2 separate regions of the Zea mays genome follow, and region 1 is linked to region 2. A link is a contact called in public Hi-C data. All regions are on one chromosome and are shown on one strand. The core of a region is the stretch at or near the end of the contact, and the rest is flanking DNA. Distances in the headings are between cores, read along the strand shown. Region 1 holds the start of LOC100285016. Region 2 holds the start of LOC100276930.

Evidence for each region. Hi-C and Micro-C count contacts between places; a contact is called where the count stands out from the background.
Region 1: a Hi-C map of tassel shows a contact between it and region 2, with 4 times the contacts expected there. The contact joins the promoter of LOC100285016 here to the promoter of LOC100276930 in region 2. A contact is called at or near these places in 4 of 25 Hi-C or Micro-C datasets (ear, endosperm, leaf and 1 more).

The regions. Positions count from the first base shown.
Region 1 is chr6:138,870,897-138,877,379 of Zm-B73-REFERENCE-NAM-5.0, forward strand. It overlaps LOC100285016, which reads left to right and starts at 1,935. Exons shown (of 2, transcript NM_001157911.2): 1 at 1,935-2,536; 2 at 2,662-4,199. The coding sequence starts at 2,087. The coding sequence ends at 3,522.
Region 2 is chr6:138,575,624-138,581,476 of Zm-B73-REFERENCE-NAM-5.0, forward strand. LOC100276930 reads right to left here and starts at 3,665. Exons shown (of 3, transcript NM_001150623.2): 1 at 3,359-3,665; 2 at 1,041-1,387; 3 at 1-962. The coding sequence starts at 3,395. The coding sequence ends at 261.

The DNA.
Region 1 (6,483 bases), core at 685-3,184, 290 kb after region 2:
GCCACGCTGCTCCACTACAGCCTCCTTATCGCCAGTGCCATAGCGAGGGGCCCGTGGCCGCAACCACCAACCAACATGTCTCCGTCGTCCTCGTCCGACCTCGACGTGTCATGGCAAGCAGTCGAACGCAACACTAGACTGACGACACAGGTCTCTGAAGAGCCCGCCACCTCGGGATATCCTAGCCTTGCTGCTGGTGGTAACCATTTTCGTTGCGCTGACGCGGAGAGCTAGAGGCTAGAAATTTATAGCGACGATAGTTGTGGCAGGCACGCTATTGGAGGTTGCGGCGTGGCGGGTCACTTGACGCGAAGTTCACGGGGTCTATCCTCGCATTGCTCGGCATGGAGTTTGCAGGGGCTTATCCTCACGCCGCGCTCCGAGGTTGCGACAGCGAGCGTAGGAAGGCGCATGGCGTGCGAAGGCGGTTTCTTCGTGTGACATGCGCGAGAGTTCGTTTTAGAGATGCAGGGAAGCACAATGATGTACGACGGTCACTGGATGGGAACAACACGCGAAAACCATGACACATGAAACTCTCCTAGAGAAGGGATTATAAGAGTACAGGTTGATTCTAAAGAAGTATAGTTTTTTTTGAAATATTAACGCAAGTTGACCATTAAAACTGGTGTTTTAATATAATAGAGATTTTACAAATTTACTCTCTCTTTGATATAATAAATAGTTTAAAATATAATTGCAACATAAATATGATCATAAATTTTAAAAATAAACATTTCAACTTTAAATTTAACACTATTTTAATTATTGAAAATAAATTAAATTTGATATTATTTTTTGACAATATTTTAATTATAGTTTTGAAAATAAATTATACTTAAATTATTTTCAAAATTATAAATAAACGTTGTCACTTTTGTCAAAAAATAATGTCAAATTCAATTTATTTTCATTAATTTCGAAATACTTTTAATTTAAAAAATAAATTATTAATTTTTAAAATTGGGACTTATATCACAATCATATTTCAAACTTTTATAATAACGTGAGAGCAATTTTACAAATTGTTGATAAAAAGAGTAGGGATGAAAACGGTTTTGGAATTTTTTGGAATTACGAAAACCGATTTCGAAATTTTTCGATCGGATTCACCGGTAACAGTATTTTTTGAAAACGGAATCGGTTTTCGGAATTTTCTATCGGAATCGACGTGGTAGTTTTAGTGTTTATCGACCGTTTTCATCCTAAAAACGAGAGATAAAAGTGAAAAAAATAGCCAAAAAATCTATGTGTTCGTTTCGAAAAAAAATCAGTAGTGTTACGGGCTGAATTAGCTGAATTCAGTAGTGTTAAGAGACAAACTATGTGTTCGTTTTGAAAAAATAAAATACATACCAACTTTAAAAACGGAGTAAAAACGAAATCACATCTCCAGATAGGGGTAACCATGTAATAGCCAAAAAAAATATGATCATGCATGTTGTGCGTTGGCGAAAGAAACGGAGCTCTTGATTTGACCGACACCATTGATGCACTTCACGTTGCAGTGACCTGGTGGTCGCTGCAGGAAAGTATGGAACGTATAAACGGAATACAGTAAGACAAATATATTTTTAAAAATAAATAAAATAAATGGAAACGGGCCGTGGGCGTGCGGCCATAGGGGCCCGTGGACCTGATCCATGTGACTCACGTCGTCGTCGACACGCTCGCGCAGGCGCACCCTTCCTTTCCTAGTTCCTACTGCCATCGGCCATCGCGCACCGCCGCCGCTCTGCAGGGCTGCGACTCCTGCCTCTGGCAGTCTGGCACCCTGTCTACGTTTCCGTCCGGCGTCCGCCCGCCCGCCCGCCCGCCACCATCGTGCCTGCGTCAAGCACTCAAGCCGCCCCTGCCCTCGGAGCCCCGCGCCGCTGATCCACTCCGGAACTCAAGCATCTATATAAAGCAGCACCTCACCAAGCACAGGAACCAACGCTCAACTTGAAAGTCACAGGACAGCACACACCCCACCCACAACTACCAACCTTCTCCGGAAGGCCAAATCCCTCCGGGCCAAGGGAAACGAGGGAGAGAGACCCTCCGCCCCTCTCCTCTCCCTCTCCTTCCGGTGAGGCGGTGAGCTATGGAGTCGGCAGCGGCCGCGAAGACGGTGGAGCGGCTGGCGCAGCGCCTGGTGCCGCCGGCGGAGCCCACCCCCACTGCCCCCCACCGCCTGTCGTGGCTGGACCGGTACCCGACGCAGATGGCGCTCATCGAGTCGCTGCACGTCTTCAAGCCCGACCCGGCGCGTGACGGGCTCAGCCCCGCGGAGACCATCGAGCGGGCCCTCGCACGGGCGCTGGTCGACTACTACCCGCTCGCCGGCCGCCTCGCCGTGTCCGACAGCGCCGGGGGCCTGCACGTCGACTGCAGCGCTGAGGGCGTCTGGTTCATCGAGGCCGCCGTACGGTGCCGCCTGGAGGACGTCGACTACCTCGAGTACCCGCTCCAGATCCCCAAGGACGAGCTGCTCCCGCACCCGCTGCCGAGGCCCAGCCACGAGGAGGAGAGCAAGCTCATCCTGCTCGTCCAGGTACGCACGCCCGCAGAGGCCTCGTCCGGTCGGTTGATTCCAGCTGCATTGTGTGGGATTGCGTTGCTTCGCCGTGGATTTGGGATTCTCAGCTCTCAGACCGCTGCCCCGACGCGTACGTGCAGGTGACGGCGTTCGCGTGCGGCGGCTTCGTGGTGGGCTTCCGCTTCAGCCACGCGGTGGCGGACGGGCTCGGCGCGGCCAAGTTCATGGGCGCGGTGGGGGAGCTGGCGCGCGGGGCGGACCAGGTCTCCGTGGCGCCCACCTGGGCCCGCGACGCCATCCCAGACCCGTCGGGCGCGCTGGTCGGCAGCCTCCCCGAGCCCACGGGCGCCAAGCGCCTCGAGTACCTGGCCATCGACATCTCCGCCGACTACATCGACCACTTCAAGTCCCAGTTCGCGGCGGCCACGGGCGGGGGCCGCTGCTCGGCCTTCGAGGTCCTCATCGCCAAGGCGTGGCAGAGCCGCACCCGCGCCGCGGGGTTCGAGGACCCCGACACCCCCGTGCAGCTCTGCTTCGCCATGAACGCGCGCCCGCTCCTCGGCGCCCGCCTCCCGCGGGGCGGCGCCGGCTTCTACGGCAACTGCTACTACATCATGCGCGTCGCGTCCACGGCCGACAAGGTGTCCTCGTCGTCCGTCACCGACGTGGTGAAGATCATCAGGGAGGGGAAGAAGCGGCTGCCGTTGGAGTTCGCGCGGTGGGCGGCGGGGGAGGAGGGCGCCGACGGCGTGGACCCCTACCAGATCACCTCCGACTACCGGACGCTGCTGGTGTCGGATTGGACGCGCCTCGGCTTCGCGGAGGTGGACTACGGGTGGGGCCCGCCAGCCCACGTGGTACCGCTGACGAACCTGGACTACATCGCCACGTGCATCCTCGTCAAGCCATGGGCCCACAAGCCAGGGGCGAGGCTCATCACGCAGTGCGTGACGCCCGACCGCGTCTCGCGCTTCCACGACGCCATGGTGGACATGAACTAGCGCCCCGCCTCGTCCTGCGTTCACCAGCCGCCGTCGTCTCCGCCGGCCTCCCGTTTGTTCATGGGTTTCTTGTTTTTTTTTCTCCTCTCAGTTACTGTGGTAATTATTAGTTGGTATTACAATTACTAATCACATTGCTGCCTTAGGACGAGTGGTCATCTAGAAAAAAAAACCGAAGCAATAAACTACTAATATAAAGAGAGAAAAAGATAAGAAAGGAAAAAACATGATAATAAAGTGTTGTACATACTGCACAGGCAGGCAGGCAGCCAGCTAGAGCCAGGTGAGGTGAAGAACAGAAGGAGAGGTATGGGCGGGGGACAGATAGACACAGCTAGATAGTAGTTGGCAATAGTGGGATTGGTATTGGATTCCTTATTTCCGTTGGATGTCTTGTTCTCTTTTGTTGGTGTCGGGTGCAAGTACATGGCATTTTTCTTTTCTTCTTGCCTGTTGTTCTTTGGGGGCTTTGATCGGAGAAAGGATCAAAACTGGAGTCGGTGGGAAGCCACCAACTAGTCTGCCCCTAAATACCATAATAAGATTGTATTTGTAATATAGTGTTCAGCATTTTTTTTCTGTCTAGTATATACATGAACTACAAGACATGTGAGCTTAAGTCTCAAAGGAAGAAAAAAACGCAGTAATGGTTACATACTGCATACAGAGAGCCCTCTAATTTTAGCGCGTGAAGATGTGGCTTCCGCTTTGATGTTGGACGCTGGTTGATGTGTGCAAAGCCTGTTCGGTACCCGGATATTATAGCGTGGAGTTGTTTCGTTTTTAGTCGATGAAACCACTACGTTTTTTTTATCTTCTCTGCAAGCAGTGAGTTTGTAGCTTCCTACGTGTAAAAAAAAATCTATTAGACCCATTTGAAATGTATGAATTTTAGAACCGAAAAAACAACATAGAAAACATGAAAAAAAATCTGGAACCTTTAATGCTGTGTCTTTACGATGAATTTGGTGACCGCCGAGCATAGTTCTGTGACCGTGTCCATTGGCCAGGTCGATTTCTAGGGCTCCTCTGCAAAGTCGTAACGACTTTCCTTACGAATTCGGTAAATTTGGCGCACAATTCGAGCGTCCGGTGAAGAGAGCACGCACGCAGACGTTGAGGCGTATAGAGCGTCCGCATTGACGACCACACCACCCGTCTCTTCGCCGTTTGGGGAATGGGGATGTCGTCGGTGTCAAAGCCAGCTAGCTGGTAGGTACCACGTGCGGAGCAGAGAGCACTGAGCAGTGGGATGGTCAGGTCCTTCGTCCGCATTAAAATAAAAATAAAAAATTTAAATGTGAACGTTTTTAAAATAAATAATTAAATAATTAAATAAATGTGTTGTAGGATTTGGCAGTGTTATCGCGACGAGTCGCTTTCGTGGTCAAGCAAGCTATAGCCTGACGCTGGCGAGAAGGTTTGGTATTAGTGACGACAACACTAGTGGAGTAGCGACGCGGCAAAGGCAGGCGTGGTTTGCCGTTGCCGAAGAGGGTTCGGTGCGTGTGGTGGTTTCGTAACGCCGACGGCTCCCTCCCCATCGATCCCATCCATGTCGAATGGACGACGCTTCAGTCCGACCGACGCCCATGCCCATCGCGAGCACATTCGGTACGTAGTAGAAGTAGCGTCCACGGAAGCTACAAAGTACGTACATTACAGGGGAAGAAAACATCAAAACAGTGTCGCCGGCCGGATGGTTTGAGCCTCGAGCGGGGGGTTGGTGGTCGGTCGTTCTCACGAGCCAGCGTTTTGCTGTGTGTACGAGTATATATGTATGTATATATCTCAAGCCCGGAGCTTCTGTTTCTCGTGTAAACAAAAATCTTCAATCCGTAATGTGTGCGTTTGTGGTAGTTGCGCTCCAATCAAATCTGTCAGAATCCATTTTCTGTTTCCGGCTGAATCACATTCAATATGTTCCAACCAATATACGTGACTTTACCTTTGTCCATTGAATTACTCAAAAGCCTATGTTAATCCTACGAGTAATGACCTGTTCTTTTTTATATGGATATCTATGTATACATAAACTAGTTAGTTACCCGTATATTTTTTTTCATTTTTATATATCATATATTTAGACCTTGCTTAAATTAAATATTTATTTACGCACGATCCAAACCCATATATTCTTGATCAGGCCAAGCTAATACGGAGCTAGGCGTGCGGCGGTGCCGTTCGTGTTGACGCGGCGGATTCGGCGACGCGTCTCACGCGGACCATGGACGTGCCGCTGCGCGTTCCTGGAATCGGATCACACGAATCAAACATACCCTAATAAACTTGTTTTATACATGTGTTGCACATTAACTAAATTTGGTAGCGATGAGCCTAGGCAGAGGCCTAGAATCACTAGGCCCTCTTTCTACCCGTGGTGGTAGGGGCAGATCTAGGACTAGGGTTGGTCAGGATGTAGCCCTGGTCCAGCAGATCAAGAAGCACTTAGTACCCTGTAGTATTTTTTTGACTGTCAACGGGGGCGTGAGGGAGGGGGCGGGGTGGGGGGAGAATACCCACATGAATTTCATTGAATCTGGTATGACTAGTTCACACCTTAATGGCCTCTTTTTTAAGGGAAACGAGGCAAACCCTTACATAATGTTGTGGCAGACCACGAATTACAAACAGCTGCTAGCACAACGCAACAAGGAGGGAACAAAGGAAGCAAACACAAACACGACACAGGTTAAGCGATCGAAACGACGATTGTCATACGACAACTAGCAACCTCACTAAGAACAACAAACTCGTTGGCACACCTAAACCATTGTACATCTAGACCTCCTCTCGTACTACGCACGTCTCGCTATCTTATGGCCATCTGCCATGCAAACATGAACGAGGACTAAAGGAGGCAAGAGGCACGCCGACCACATAATACAAAAAAAACGATGATCTCCTTTCGAGCAAACAGAAACACCCGACGACGCATCTAGATTTCGCTTGCCACCATCC
Region 2 (5,853 bases), core at 2,415-4,914:
TTATCATCTACAACCTGGGGGAGGATCAGACCTAAATAAATATACATTGAAAAGCTTACAAGGCCGAAAGGCGAACTAACTTGGCCACACATTTTAAGTTACATAACAGCTAACAAAAATGGTATTTACCAACTGTTCAAGCACAACATATATATATGCATCAATTATAGAACATAAACTGGCAGCAATAACAAGGCCTGACAAACGACAGTCTATGCGCCGCTTCAGGGAATAAGCTCAATCTGGATTCAGCTATCAAACTATACGGTTCCATGCTCCTCTCCAGCCAAGAACTTACGGGCCCATGCTTCAAGGTACTCCTTGCCCATGTTCATGAAAAAGCTTCGATGCACTTCAGACTCTGGCTTACAAAGATACATCCCTACAGATAGCCTATCAGGTTGAGTCAGTGGAATCTCTTTTAGCATGTTCCACAGAGGAGCATTCGGGTCTGATGTTGGCGCTGCCCGAATAGGTTTTCGAGCACTGTCATGGATCCCTACTAAGGTGCTGTTCAATGCATCCACGTTCCTTCTTCCATCACGTGGCAGAGCAGCCTGCGCCTTTGGACTTAGTTTCGTTTTGCTGATGATCTTCATCTTCTTTGCTCTAGGCTTCAGAGCAGCCATTGTGCTCTCAGCAAAGGACCCGGATGGCTGCGCGGATGGTGGACTAGTATCAGACATCACTTCACAAGGCACCTCACCACTACTTGCTGCAACCTCATGATGGTTATCTTCACCCTCCAATCCTATATTATCTAGGTCTTCCCCATCTTGGTCCCTTGTATCTGCACCTGAGGCAATAATGTTCAACGCAATCTGGGCCTCCAATTCCTCATTAGAATCGTCAGTCATGATAGGGTCTCTCATGCACTCTGCATCCAGCTGGCCATCATTGAAGAGATGTAGCAGATGGTCGAAGAATGGAATGGGTTTAACAAGAATAGCACGCTCAGCTACCTGTTAGAGAAACATATTCATTAGCATAGTGAGGAAACAATGCAAAATACTTGTCCTTTCTTATGAGACAATACTTACTGGTAAACTAGCCATAGTGGCAGGAGGAAGTATAAGCATTTTGTGTTTATTGTTAAACCTGCTCCCAGTCTCATTGACATACCGAGTCACAATGATCCAGATCTCCTTGAAACGTCTAAAATGGCGATGCACCTGATCAACAGAGTAAGTTGTTCTGAATTTAGTATTTACAGCAGATGTGCACCAAACGTGGTGGATCTTCTTGAACTTGGTCTTGGGTGGCATTCCCTTCTTCTTCTCAAGGTACCAATCAAGCAAAAACTTTGACATCACCCTGGGCCAATTTGTTGCTTTTGCCCTTTTGACCCTAATGGTGACATTGCCTTCTTCTAGGTCCATGTTGTGATCTGCATGAATAAAAAATGATGAAAGTAAGTAACAAGAGTTCAATTCATCTTTGCAGCCACCTTGTCAATAGAAATAGGTCAACCACGCTTAGCAAAAACTAGCAGCAACAACTGAAATTCATTAGAAATACTGCACAGATGTAGAGGCAGTTAGTAACACGTGTCACACCCAGAAAGCAAAAAAAAAAGACCATAAAAAATAGTTGAACTATAAGGATGCAGCTCTCCTGTGTGTTCAAGATAAAAAAACAGTTGATATTCATAACAAGTAAATGAATAATTCACAATAGTAGAGGCAGCTAGCAGCAAGACCAAATTTTTATGTCCATAGGCACGAGGCAATCACCCCTAATAAATTGAGGAAATTATAAATCCATCTAGATCTTTTCTTCAATATAACTTTCCCACGAAACATGACATTACAATATTCACTAGATTCCTATGAGGAAAGAAAGACTTTATTTAGGTACAGGTGTTCTCTCAATTGTCATGCAAGTTAGTGTCATATCAATTGGGGACTTCTTAATTGGCAGTGGAAACATCTTTATGTGGTATTATACGAGACCTAACTGAATACCTTACATCAGCTAAGCAATAGACTAATAGTTAAAAAACTCGTCCGGGGAGGGAAAGACCGCCCTCCCGACATTATATTAAAAAAAGACAGAAACATGGTCCAGACCGAGAAAATCCCAGAGCCCTGGCCCCATCACTAGCGGACCGTCACCGTCCACTCTGCAACGGCCCAACCGGAGGGTGGCGCGTAGGACGTAACCCGGGAGCACGCGGCGCACAACGAGGGAACATGGTCCTGGCCGAGAAAATCCCAGAACCCTGGCCCCATCACTAGCGGACCGTCACCGCCCACTCTGCAACGACCCAACCGGAGGGTGGCGCGTAGGACGTAACCCGGGAGCACGCAGCGCACAACGAGGGAATTTTTTTTAACCAAGCCCAAAATTCGCCCCCGAGTGAGATCGAACCCAGGATCTAAAGGTGCTACTCGGAAGCCTTAACCATTACGCTAGAGACGCTTTCGCAATAGACTACTAGTTACCTACAACAAATAAAATTCATCAACTTCATTACATTGAAAACGTTAGTATATAACTCATCTCACTCACACTTCAAATACTGGGTTTCATCCTTCAGGAATCTGTAAACAGTTTTGCTTTTAGCTTAGGGCATCCTTTAGAAGTTGAACTTGTGTTCAAACAAGATCAGCTCGGTTTGTGTGATCTGTCATTGCTTCAGGAAAAATGACTCCATAGTCCATACATAGATTTCTTTTAAACACCTAGAGGCCTTGCTTATTTAATCTGGATTCTTTCCATGCTTATGTCGACTGCCTAAGATGGAAAATGTCAATCAGAAATATACATGAACACAGCTAAGAGCAGGTAAATAACTATTCATCAGAAAATGAACACTACCAATTTGCAATCCTGTACTAGTTCATGTTTCAAAATTCATTAAATGTGGCAGATGATCCGCAGTTAATAATTAATAAAAAGGCATATGAAAAAAAGGTTGATAACACAATTCTTGCTACATCTGATTGGTGCATATCACAAAAACGACTCAAAGTGGCTACAGCAACGAGATATAAGAAAAATCGTTCCTTCGTACATCAGTTACTAAATAAGAATTCAGAACTTGTCGGCTTCCAGATAATCATTTAAGACAGAATAAAATATGACTCTACCATGCAGAGAACAGGACGGTCGCCTGTTTAAGCTGGCAGCACAAATAAGTCAAACCAATTCTCACGGAACGGTAGTGCCAACGAAAAGTCTCCAGGCTATGTTTCAGATATTAGTAAGCTGCAGTACATAAACAAACTCAGCCGTGCAAGCTGTGAGCCTTAACTTGTGCATTGCATAGACAAATTGGCCAGGCACTCATCTTTACTCTTGAAAAAAAAACACATTAATTTAAAGCTACGAGCTAGCGTTGAAGACTTAAAATCACCTGAGCTTTCCGGGCCATCTTGGCCTCCATCCATCATGCCCAGCGCCGGCCGTCCAGAGATCCAAGAAACGGGAAGCTCCCACGGTGCAAAGGTAGCAGTTGCGGGAGGGAGGAGTATGCTGGCTGTCGGGTCTCTGAGGGACAGCGAGCGATGAGACGAGAGGAGGGAAATCTTAAGACGGGGCGGCTGCCGGCGGGTATGGTATGGCGGCGACGTGGGCGCGCGAAGGTGGCCTGCGGCTGCGAGGCAGCCTGTGAATTGGGGAATTTTGGGAGGATTCCCGAGAGAGGGGCTCGCCTGACAGGTGGGCTGCCGCAGGGATGGCCCCGGCATAAAACGGCGCCTGGCCGGCAAAGGTAGGCAGGTTTTTGGTATAATTAGGCAAAAAGAGCAGGTTGCTCAGGTCAGTCATTCAGCATGACTTACCGACGTCTTTGGGGGTGGGATCTACTCTAGCATTTAAGTACGATAAAAAACTTATTCAATGATAGTAATAAAGATTATTATTTAAAATCTTAATAAATAATAATTATTTATATTGATGATTAAATTTGACTGCTATGTAGAAATCTCTACTCTTTTAAAAAACGAGTTCCATCGTACGTCTCGCGAGAAGCGTGTAGATCTATTTTCCTACACGTCTTGTCTAACAAGCACACGAGAGAGGAGGAGGCACTCTAAATGACAAGTTTAGTCTGTATTGATCATTTGGCAAAGAATTTAAGATCGATCATATATGTATTGCTCGCTTTTATGAAATCGTTGTGCGCTAATATTTTATCGGGATATTTATGTGTTGTCACAACTTACGGGCATTGTACTATATAGCTTTGAACCAAATAGCAACCAGTGGACCACCATTGTAAAAAGAAATATATGCCAAAGTGCTAAAAAAAGAAAACAGACACACGAGAAGCAACATGACAAGTAGCAATTAAGCGTGCCTAAGAGATGGTCATGGTAATATTGGCAAAAGGGAACCAACATTGCTAGTTTATGACATTCATCCTTAATCTCCAATTTAGGTGCATTTTCCCTTATTGGAGAGTACCAAAGATATACTCTTTGACTTCTAAAAACAAGTTAGGCCATCAAACCAAAATCCCTAGCCAAGTGTTTAAATTCTCTATTGTCCACTACTGATTCATATATATTCAATTGTAACTGAAGTTCTCTTGCACCTACTATGTTTCCGAAGGATGGAGATTCAACAATGCCGCAAAGAAGAAATTTACAATATTGTCTTCATAGACCTAGTGTTTATAATCGTTTCTAAATCAAATTTAGGCATAGGAAACTTGAAGAACGTGTTTTGGAGTTGTTTTCTACAAGGACAAGATCACCCCCTCTATATATATGAGAGGACCACGATCGATTGAGGGATGCAATGTCCAATCGATCAAAAATACATTCAATATCTATTTTATCCTTTTTTGTCTCTATCTCATTATTCATCACATATCTTGGTGAAATTTAGCGACATTCTAGGTGGTATTGTCAATTCTAGGACAACCTTCACATGCTCCTTGACGGGTCTTCTCGAGAAGTGTTCGGAAGTCTACCAGATAAGAATAGGATCAGCATTGACTTAATCGATCTTGATTAATTTTTCAGTCCGCTACTTGGTTGCCTTCAATATCGTGTCAATCATGAGCATGCTAATTCTTGTTAGTGTGGGATCCAAATCTCTTTTCTCAATAGCTACATGGCACAATCATTTAGGACAAAGTGGTTGACATGTAAGCCTATTATATAGAGTAGAAAGAAGTAAATCCACAAAAGAAAAAATAAAAGGGCAAGCTTGTTAGTAACTAAACTTCACACTCAATTTAGTCATAACTAATCAGATGTCTGTGCATTACTACGATTTCTATATATCACATAGGTAGATTTTGTTTATATGTGTGTTCTGTTGCTGGGTATGAATATAGAGCCGACAACCAAGGTTTAAACCCCAACTTATACATAATTTTACCTTATTTTTGCATAAAGCTATAACAGTGGAAACTAGTAGGTTGATTACAAATAAATATAAGGGGGTTTTTGCAAAAGTGACGATGATAGAACCATAGAAACTGGTGATTTATATAGTACATAATTATCGACATTGGCCAACCAATATAGTTGATGCCTGGACCCATGTAATCCTCTAGAGTGGTCCTACAGTTAATCGTGCATGGAGCACCTCTTTTGTCTACTGTTGTCTGATGCTACGAGCATAAACAAATATTCAACCATTAGACCCCATTTGGAATGCGAGAATTTTTCTTGTTTCCTGTGAAATTTCTATAGGATTCCTCTGAAATCCCTGCCTTCAAAGGGAGTCTAAATAATTAACATAGTTTAGCGTAGTACTTGGAAAAATGCCTCATAAGTTGATTTTTGCAATTTTTCTCTAATATGTATTAGTTGACTTTTTTCTAGCTTGTAGATGAAAATCTAATAGCTCACAACGCTGGCCGAAGAATATGCTACTTTTCATCAATTAAAAGAC